2 separate regions of the Arabidopsis thaliana genome follow, and region 1 is linked to region 2. The links are chromatin contacts, called in public capture Hi-C maps. All regions are on one chromosome and are shown on one strand. Each heading gives the region's core, a stretch centred on a gene start, on an enhancer-like site or on the middle of the called end of the contact. The rest is flanking DNA. Distances are from core to core; before and after follow the strand shown. Region 1 holds the start of HB-7 (homeobox-7). Region 2 holds the start of DOG1 (delay of germination 1).

Region 1 (4,250 bases), core at 961-3,460, 440 kb after region 2:
ATTTTTAGGTTATACTTCCCACGGACGGAGATCAAAGGGAGTTAGATTAGCTTCCTCCCTAATAGCACAACTTTTGAATATGAGATTTTAAGATGCATTCTTTTTGTAAAATTTCCTATACCGATAAAGTTACATAAGTGTACTTTTAGTAATACAATTTTATTTTCTTGTATTTATGTTTGAGGAAAAAAATCAAAAAATATGTAGGGATGGACAATCAGATTGTAATGCCTAAATTATATAAGCTTTGAAGTGACTCTAATTTTTTTTGGATGTAGTCACTAGTCACAGTAGACGTCACAGACTTACAATTTTTCTTTTCCACTATTGTCGGAATGGAAATTGTACAACACAACGACAAGACAATCAAAAGAATATGGTAATATCGGTGAAACCAAAAAAAAAAGATGTTTCTTATAATTGTGATGTGGAATGGTTAATTTCTGGAAGTCACATGTAATATATTTCAACTTATGCCAGGTTATAATTGTGCTGTGGAATCGTTAATTTTTGTTTTTTGGCGAATTTGGTTATTTAATTGGCTTGGCTATCTACTCCTCTGCCATAAAATATCTAAGAGAAGTGTTGAGTGTCCTCAGTTCAATGTTTCTCCAAACACATCCTCGTTTTTGTTACGGTAAAGGCTGGAGGTTACTCTCTTTTCTGATGAAATTTGGATACCTATATCCCATGCTTGTGTAATTATGGTTTTAGAAATCTGTTTGGCTAAGCATGATTTTCGATGTAGCTACCCAACTGCTAGATCGATGGTAGTACATATAGATCCCTATGGCTGTACTGAAAAGAGGTTTTGGGTGATGCCCTTCTCTGCCCCAAGCTTGTCTTACCTTGTGGAGAGTTTAGTTTTCAATTTCCTCTTTGATCAAAGAGAGACTTTCATGGGTTGTGTCCCTCTGGTGCAAGGTGGACCTTTATTGAGACTACTCTGCCTTTCCTCTTCCTTGGCATGGCTACATGTGGTAATCAAGACGATAACTCCTTTAATTTGGTGTTTAACATTAATTAGGCGTCAGGACACGTCAATGCAGTGGCTCTTACTGATCTTCATCTTGACCATTAACCTTTCCCGGTGCTTGGTTAACCCTTTCCTGGTGCTTGGAGAAGTACATACCCGTTTGGATACTTTTCTGTAGTTTTGATACATTTTCCTCCTCTGATCTGAAAAATTCTGAAATGCCTATAAAATTTTGGAGACTATATTGTCACCTTTGTTGTCAATCCAAAGTTGAGCCACTTTCTCCCCAAAGAAGTATCTCGAACAAAGAGACGAAGCATTAAAATTAAAACAATAAGCAAAACAAAACAAACAAAACATTTTATTCAATAAATTTTATTCGATATAAATTTAAAGTACATAAATAATATAATGATAGGTTTCAAAAGAAAAAAAAAGAAAAAAATGCTATGTAAGAAAAAATCTAATATTTATCAATTCAATAATGTATTAAATATTTTGTTTTTGTTTTTAAATGTCCAAACTTTTTTTATAAATTGATTCAATTTTTTTAATTAAAATGACTAAGTGATATGTGTAAATACTAAACAAAAAAAAATCTAATAGCTATTAATGGTGTATCAAATAAATTATTATTACTTTTAAATCTCAAATACTTGTTATGAAGTGGATTAATTTCTTTATTAAAGTGAAAGAGATAGAATTATAGGTTTTAAAATAACAACAATTGTTTCTTTTCTTTTTTTTTTTTTTGGACAAAAAACAACAATTGTTTCTTAAGAAAAGAAAAAAATGTAATATAGACAAAGGTATATGAAACTTTTTCTTACATTTTTTTTTTAAAATGTCCAACACAACTTCTTTTTCTTAATGAAGAACAGATTTTGTTTTTCTTTGGCAAACAAAATAATGCAACACTTGTGACAAAACAGAATAAAATTGCAGTGTAACGCAAACACGCGGTTAACGCGTGGTGAATAAAAGTTTGACTTATAAGAGTAAAAAAGCTTTGACTTATGGAGGGGTCGCTTGTTTCGAGGGTAACGTACGGACTCCCACTAATATTACTCCACGTGGCAAGACGGTGGAAGTTGACGGAAGAGTTAGACGAGCGTTATTTTTCATACGTTAGACGCCGTTAATTATCGCCGTTAAAACTAAAAAGTCTGCCGTTTACCCTTCTGGTCCGGTAAGTATTTAATGAGAAATTTACTCCTCCATTTATTGCGAAAGGAAAGAAAAAAAAAAACTTAGAGAGAAGCTCCCAAAAAAAAAAAACTCTTAGAGATTAGAGAGAGAATCAATTCTTGTGTTTTTTTTTCTTTCTCTCTGAAGCTAAACAAGGTAAAGAAAGTGAGAGAAAACAAGAGAAAGTGAAAGAAAATCTCTATATTTTTCTAGAAAAAATATCACTAGAAACAGTGCCATTATCTGGTTTGTGTTGCGTTCTTTTTTATGTTTTGAAAAACTTAGACAAACCCTAATTTTTTTTATATTTTTGTCATGAGCGTTTTCTTTGAATATTGTCTCCTTAATCCATATATATTCTCATGAATTCTCAGATAGTGTGTCTTTATATATTTTTTATTAGTTGGACCTGTTTTTCTTAAATATTTTGAAAAGATTTCATGAGCAATAAATGTATTTTTATCACCAGTTACGTTTTTGTGTATTAAATTTAAAATATTTTCTGAACAATGAACCGATCTAGCTGTCGTCTCTGGTAATTAAATCGTTTCTTTCATGCTTTGCTCCTCTCATTTTTTTTTATGATAAATGAGATTAAATTCAATTTTCAAGATTTCAGAAAATATTTCTTCATTTCCATGCACAGATTCCTTCTGTTGAATCTTTACTTCTTCAAGATTTCAAAATAAAACCCTAAACTGAGATCTTTGTTTTCATTAGGTTTTTTTAAATCTTCCAAGTGATGTTGACAATGGGAGAAGGTAATGTGATGACTTCAAACAACAGATTTGCTTCGCCGCCGCAGCAGCCGTCTTCTTCTTCTCCGGGAACAATCCAAAACCCTAATTTCAATTTCATACCTTTCAACTCATATTCATCCATTATCCCGGTTTGTTCCTTTTTAAAACTTTCAAACATTTATCTCAAATCCCTCTCTCTCTTTTCTTATTCTTGAAATTTTTAAAATCTTTCATTTACTTTTTTTTTTTTGGTTTTGGATCATTTTCTAGAAGGAAGAGCATGGGATGATGAGTATGATGATGATGATGGGAGATGGAACAGTAGAGGAAATGATGGAAAACGGGTCGGCGGGTGGGTCATTCGGGTCAGGTAGTGAACAAGCAGAAGATCCAAAGTTTGGAAACGAATCTGATGTCAATGAGCTTCATGACGATGAACAACCTCCTCCGGCTAAGAAGAAACGTTATCACAGACACACTAATCGTCAGATCCAAGAAATGGAAGCGTATGTTTTTGCCATTATTTTCAGTATATGTTATATTTTATTTTAACCACACTCGGATGTGTTTAATCTGGTTTTAAGTTCATCCTCATAAGTTTTTGGATTTTTTGGTTTATAAAATATATTAACTAAATTTAACTTGAAACGGCTAGGTTTAGCATAGTTTTGGTTTAGGAATGGATTTTTTTATCTTGATTTTAAGGTTAGATACTAATTCTATATTTAAAGAAATTAGAACAACAACAACAAAAAGTGAAAATTTTCTCTTATCTGGTTGCGGTATTTTAAGATTAAAAAGGCAAAATAAAATTTGATTTGGTTTTTCTTTGAATGTCTTTTTGTTTGTTTTACCAAACTGAACACTACTTTATACGTTTTATGTAAATCTAGATCTCATGATTGGAATTAAACTTTTGATAAAATTAAATCTTTGTAGGTTGTTTAAAGAAAACCCTCATCCAGACGACAAACAAAGAAAGAGATTAAGTGCTGAACTTGGTCTTAAGCCTCGACAAGTCAAGTTTTGGTTCCAAAATAGGCGTACCCAAATGAAGGTAAGCTACAAATTCACTCTATCACTTCAATTTGAACAATTATTAGATTATATAATCTTGATTTCTAAAGTCTCATCTCAAATTAAAATATATTTCTTATGAAAGTTTCCACTTATGACAATGAAATCTCCAATGTTAGTACGTTCATATAAAAGATTAAAAGTATTTTCGACAATCTAATTAATTACTTTCGTGAGTTGAATCAATAGGCACAACAAGACAGAAATGAGAATGTGATGTTAAGGGCAGAGAACGATAATCTTAAGTCGGAGAATTGTCATCTTCAGGC
Region 2 (3,674 bases), core at 587-3,086:
CAATTTCTCTCATTATTTGTCGTCTCCGTGGGGCGTGGGCCACTATTCACAGTTGTACATGCATCGAATATTACTGTATTTCGCAAAATGCCACGACGTGAATAAACTATAAAAAATAGAATAATTCAAATATATCTTCGATAAGTGATAAAATTTAAAACATCAAAATGTAACTTATAAATGATTTCTTATCCATTAACCAAAAAAAAGGTTATTTTTTATCCTTACAAACTACAATCTTATAACGAAACAATAATTATTATATAAGATTATATATAAAACTATATTTCTGCATTTAATAAAAAACAAAAGATCCATCTTATACAAAGCAAAATCTTAATTATTTATAATATAAACTAACATAACGCATTGCACCTTGCTACCATAAGTCTTCAGAAAATAAAAGTAACACACATACGGGTTATATATCCCTAGAATATATGCCAAATATATAACTTTATAATATCAAGATTGAAAACCTTGTTATTATGCAATTTTAAATATGACACGTACGTACCTATAGTATCATATCTAATATAATAACGACTACTTTCCTTCCTCTCCTCCGGCATTACCTTCGGTGTCAACCATACAGTCACGACGGCGACGATCTCTCATAGTTCCCCACTCATGCATCGAAAGATGAAGCTTTTTCCCAGCGAGCAAGAAATCCGCTCCTTGTACCGGAGATAGAATCCCGAGGATCTTCGCTAAAGTATCAACCCTTAGATTATCGGCCTCGACCAATAAACGAGCCATAGCTTCTTCTTGCTTGTCGAGAGCTTGATCCACCACTACGTTAGGCTCTCCGACATTCTCCATCTCGTAAGCCACAGTGGCGATGGGAATATCCGCTGCGTCTTCTTGTAGGCTTGAGACTTTCTTGGTCATCTTCTCTTCTTCGTCTATAATTTTTACATGCAACACATTGATTTTAGCTAGCTGCTCCGCACTTAAGTCGCTAAGTGATGCACCGCCGCCACCACCTGTCAAACCAAACCATATTGAACCAACCGAACCGAAACCATTAGAATTTTGGTATAGATCTATGGTTCGGAATCATTTTTTATGATTAATTTTATTTAAAAATAATAATATATTTGTATAATATATAGAACTGAACAAATTCCAAATTCAAACCGAACCCAACTTAATATAAAACCTAAGAATCTATTATTTTTGTCATAAGCAAAATGAACAGAATAAATAAATTTTAGAAATCGGAAGGAAGACAATAAAATTTTTTGCCGCACCGTACTGACTACCGAACCAAAAAATTAAATTTAGTCTATTTTTTTATTCCTCAAAACCGAAATAACCGAAAACGTCCAAACCCTTACCTGAAGATTCGTAGCCGTCGATGTTGCGGAGAAACTGAGTCACACGGATCTCAGTTTGTGACCCACACAAAGCATAAACGAGCCTAAAGAAAGAAGATGGTCGACAACCACCCATCCAAATTAGAGCGTTCTCTAAAGGACTGTTCCACGTGGGTGCATAATAGTTCGAGCTACATCGGTGAGCAAGATCAGCTCTTTTTGCGGCGTAATTTTTGAAATCACCGATGATTTTTCCCGTTAACTTACGAAGCTTGTTATCATTATCTTCATCACCGTGAGATCGTCGTTGAGCTAAGAGTTGTTTGAGCTCAGGGATGCGTTGAGATTGCAAACTCATCCACTCGAGATAAGAATCTTGAGCTTGTTCGATGTTCTTTGATGAAGATCCCATTTTTTTTTTTTTTTCTGATATAATGAGGAGTATTTTGATTATTGGTTTGATCTCTTTTGGTTTGCGTGTTTGTGTTTTGTGTGTTTTTGTTTTCATTTCATTGGGTTTATATATAGTTAAAAGTTAAATGGACCAGAATTATATTTTATTCTCTGATTAATGATTATCTCTAAAAATAATACTATACATTATAATACTTATGGATAAAAATGTCGAATAAACTGAATTATGATTAAACAATTAAATTTTCTTCTAAATATATATTTAGTAGCGTTATATTAACCGAACCAAATTATTATCGTTTAAATTTAATATAGGGAAACAATGACAAATGTCAAAAATAAAGAGGAAAAATAGAAACATTGACAACTCAAAAGTTGAAAATGAACTTGGACAGAAAATGTTTACTTGGACACATATTAAAACGAGTATTAGTATTGAAAGTTGGAAGATTAGTACGTGCTTTCCGAGGAAATAAAAGAAATAACGCATGCATGCATTACGTGGAGGACTAATAGAGAGTGCGAGTTGTTGTTCCAAAATAGTTTAATTTGCCATTATTTTTGTGTAAATTTGGTTGTATTTTCTTCTTCTTCATTAATTATCTGAAAAAGAAAAGTAAAAACCCTTCCTGTAAGTTACGGAAGCCGACACACTCACAAACTAATATATCAATTCACATTGACCCGATATAGAAAAAACAAGATTTTACATGCATATATTATAGTATTAATTAGGATAAAACAAGAAGTGTTGTTCTTCTAAGTTCTAAATCGATCTAAGACTTACACGAGTAGATATGATACGACAACGTTCCTGGAATCAGAAATTCAGAATGGTGTTAAATGTTCCATGTGGCAATTTTACCTCTTTAAAGAGGAAAGAAATTGGAGATTAGATCATACAATTATCAACTTTTCATTCCTAGGATTCATCAATTAAAATATCAGTCTTTTAAATCACTGTGGTTAACAACTAATTCATTGGTATCACTTATTTGATGATTTTTTAATATTCACGATATGTTTTTTTTGTTACTGATATAAATGATTTTTTTGGATGTCCTGAGACAGCGGATTGTACAGTATGTTATATTTATATATATTTTCGTATAAATAATTATTATTCTTTGGGGATCAGAGACTTAAGAAGAGGTGTAGAATATCTTGGAAACGAGTTATCTCCAACTTTTGGACGTTTTTTGGTAAGTACTAAATTATTATAACGAGCTTCGTTAATTTACTTTTGTCTTTTACTACGGAGAAAATGATTAGAAAACTGGTTATATAGTAGTGAAAATTATTCACATGCATCAAATAGGAAGCGACAGAGAAAAAAAGACATATATATGGTGGATTTCAATATCAAAATAATATACAAAAGTTTGTTTAAAGGATGCAATAAAGAAAATTATTCAGTGTAGTGTAACTTGTGTACAAGGAAACCTTTGAGAGCCGTGAAAAAAAGAAGATGGAAATCTTCTACAAAAAATAATGCACCTCAAAATCACGAGGTCGAATCTTGAATATAATACCTGTTTTGGTTTTCCGAGGGAATTATGGACAAGCGGTCCACAATATCTTGATTAAGAACCAAATATTAACATCGTTATTATTGGTTCTATTTATAGCAGTGAATCAAACACGTATGAGGATAGTTCGACACGTACTACGCTAGTCTCGTCGTGTAACGTGCTTAATGAAAAAGTATGTCACGGTTGTCGTTAGTCGTTACCTTTAGGCTCAGGTTATGATGACATATGACCTTATCTTTTATTTATTTTTTATGATAACACAAGATCACTTAATGGGAATACTTTTTTTCAGAAAAAACATTCTGCTTAAAGCTGCATATATTGTAATCAAAGAGTTTTTCGAATAAATTTTACATTGATTCATAAAAGAAAAAACATTAACGGGTAATTTGCATTATCAATTGTCAAT

Evidence for each region. Capture Hi-C pulls out chosen DNA fragments and counts their contacts.
Region 1: a contact with region 2 is called in a capture Hi-C map of seedling, with 1.8 times the contacts expected there. The contact joins the promoter of HB-7 here to the promoter of DOG1 in region 2. A contact is called at or near these places in 2 of 3 other capture datasets (root and seedling).

What each region holds. Positions count from the first base shown.
Region 1 is chr5:19,028,634-19,032,883 of TAIR10.1, forward strand. HB-7 (homeobox-7) reads left to right here and starts at 2,211. Exons shown (of 11, transcript NM_001344704.1): 1 at 2,211-2,320; 2 at 2,885-3,053; 3 at 3,175-3,410; 4 at 3,844-3,961; 5 at 4,171-4,250. The coding sequence starts at 2,907.
Region 2 is chr5:18,589,670-18,593,343 of TAIR10.1, forward strand. DOG1 (delay of germination 1) reads right to left here and starts at 1,837. Exons shown (of 3, transcript NM_001344644.1): 1 at 1,341-1,837; 2 at 518-986; 3 at 1-73. The coding sequence starts at 1,827. The coding sequence ends at 547.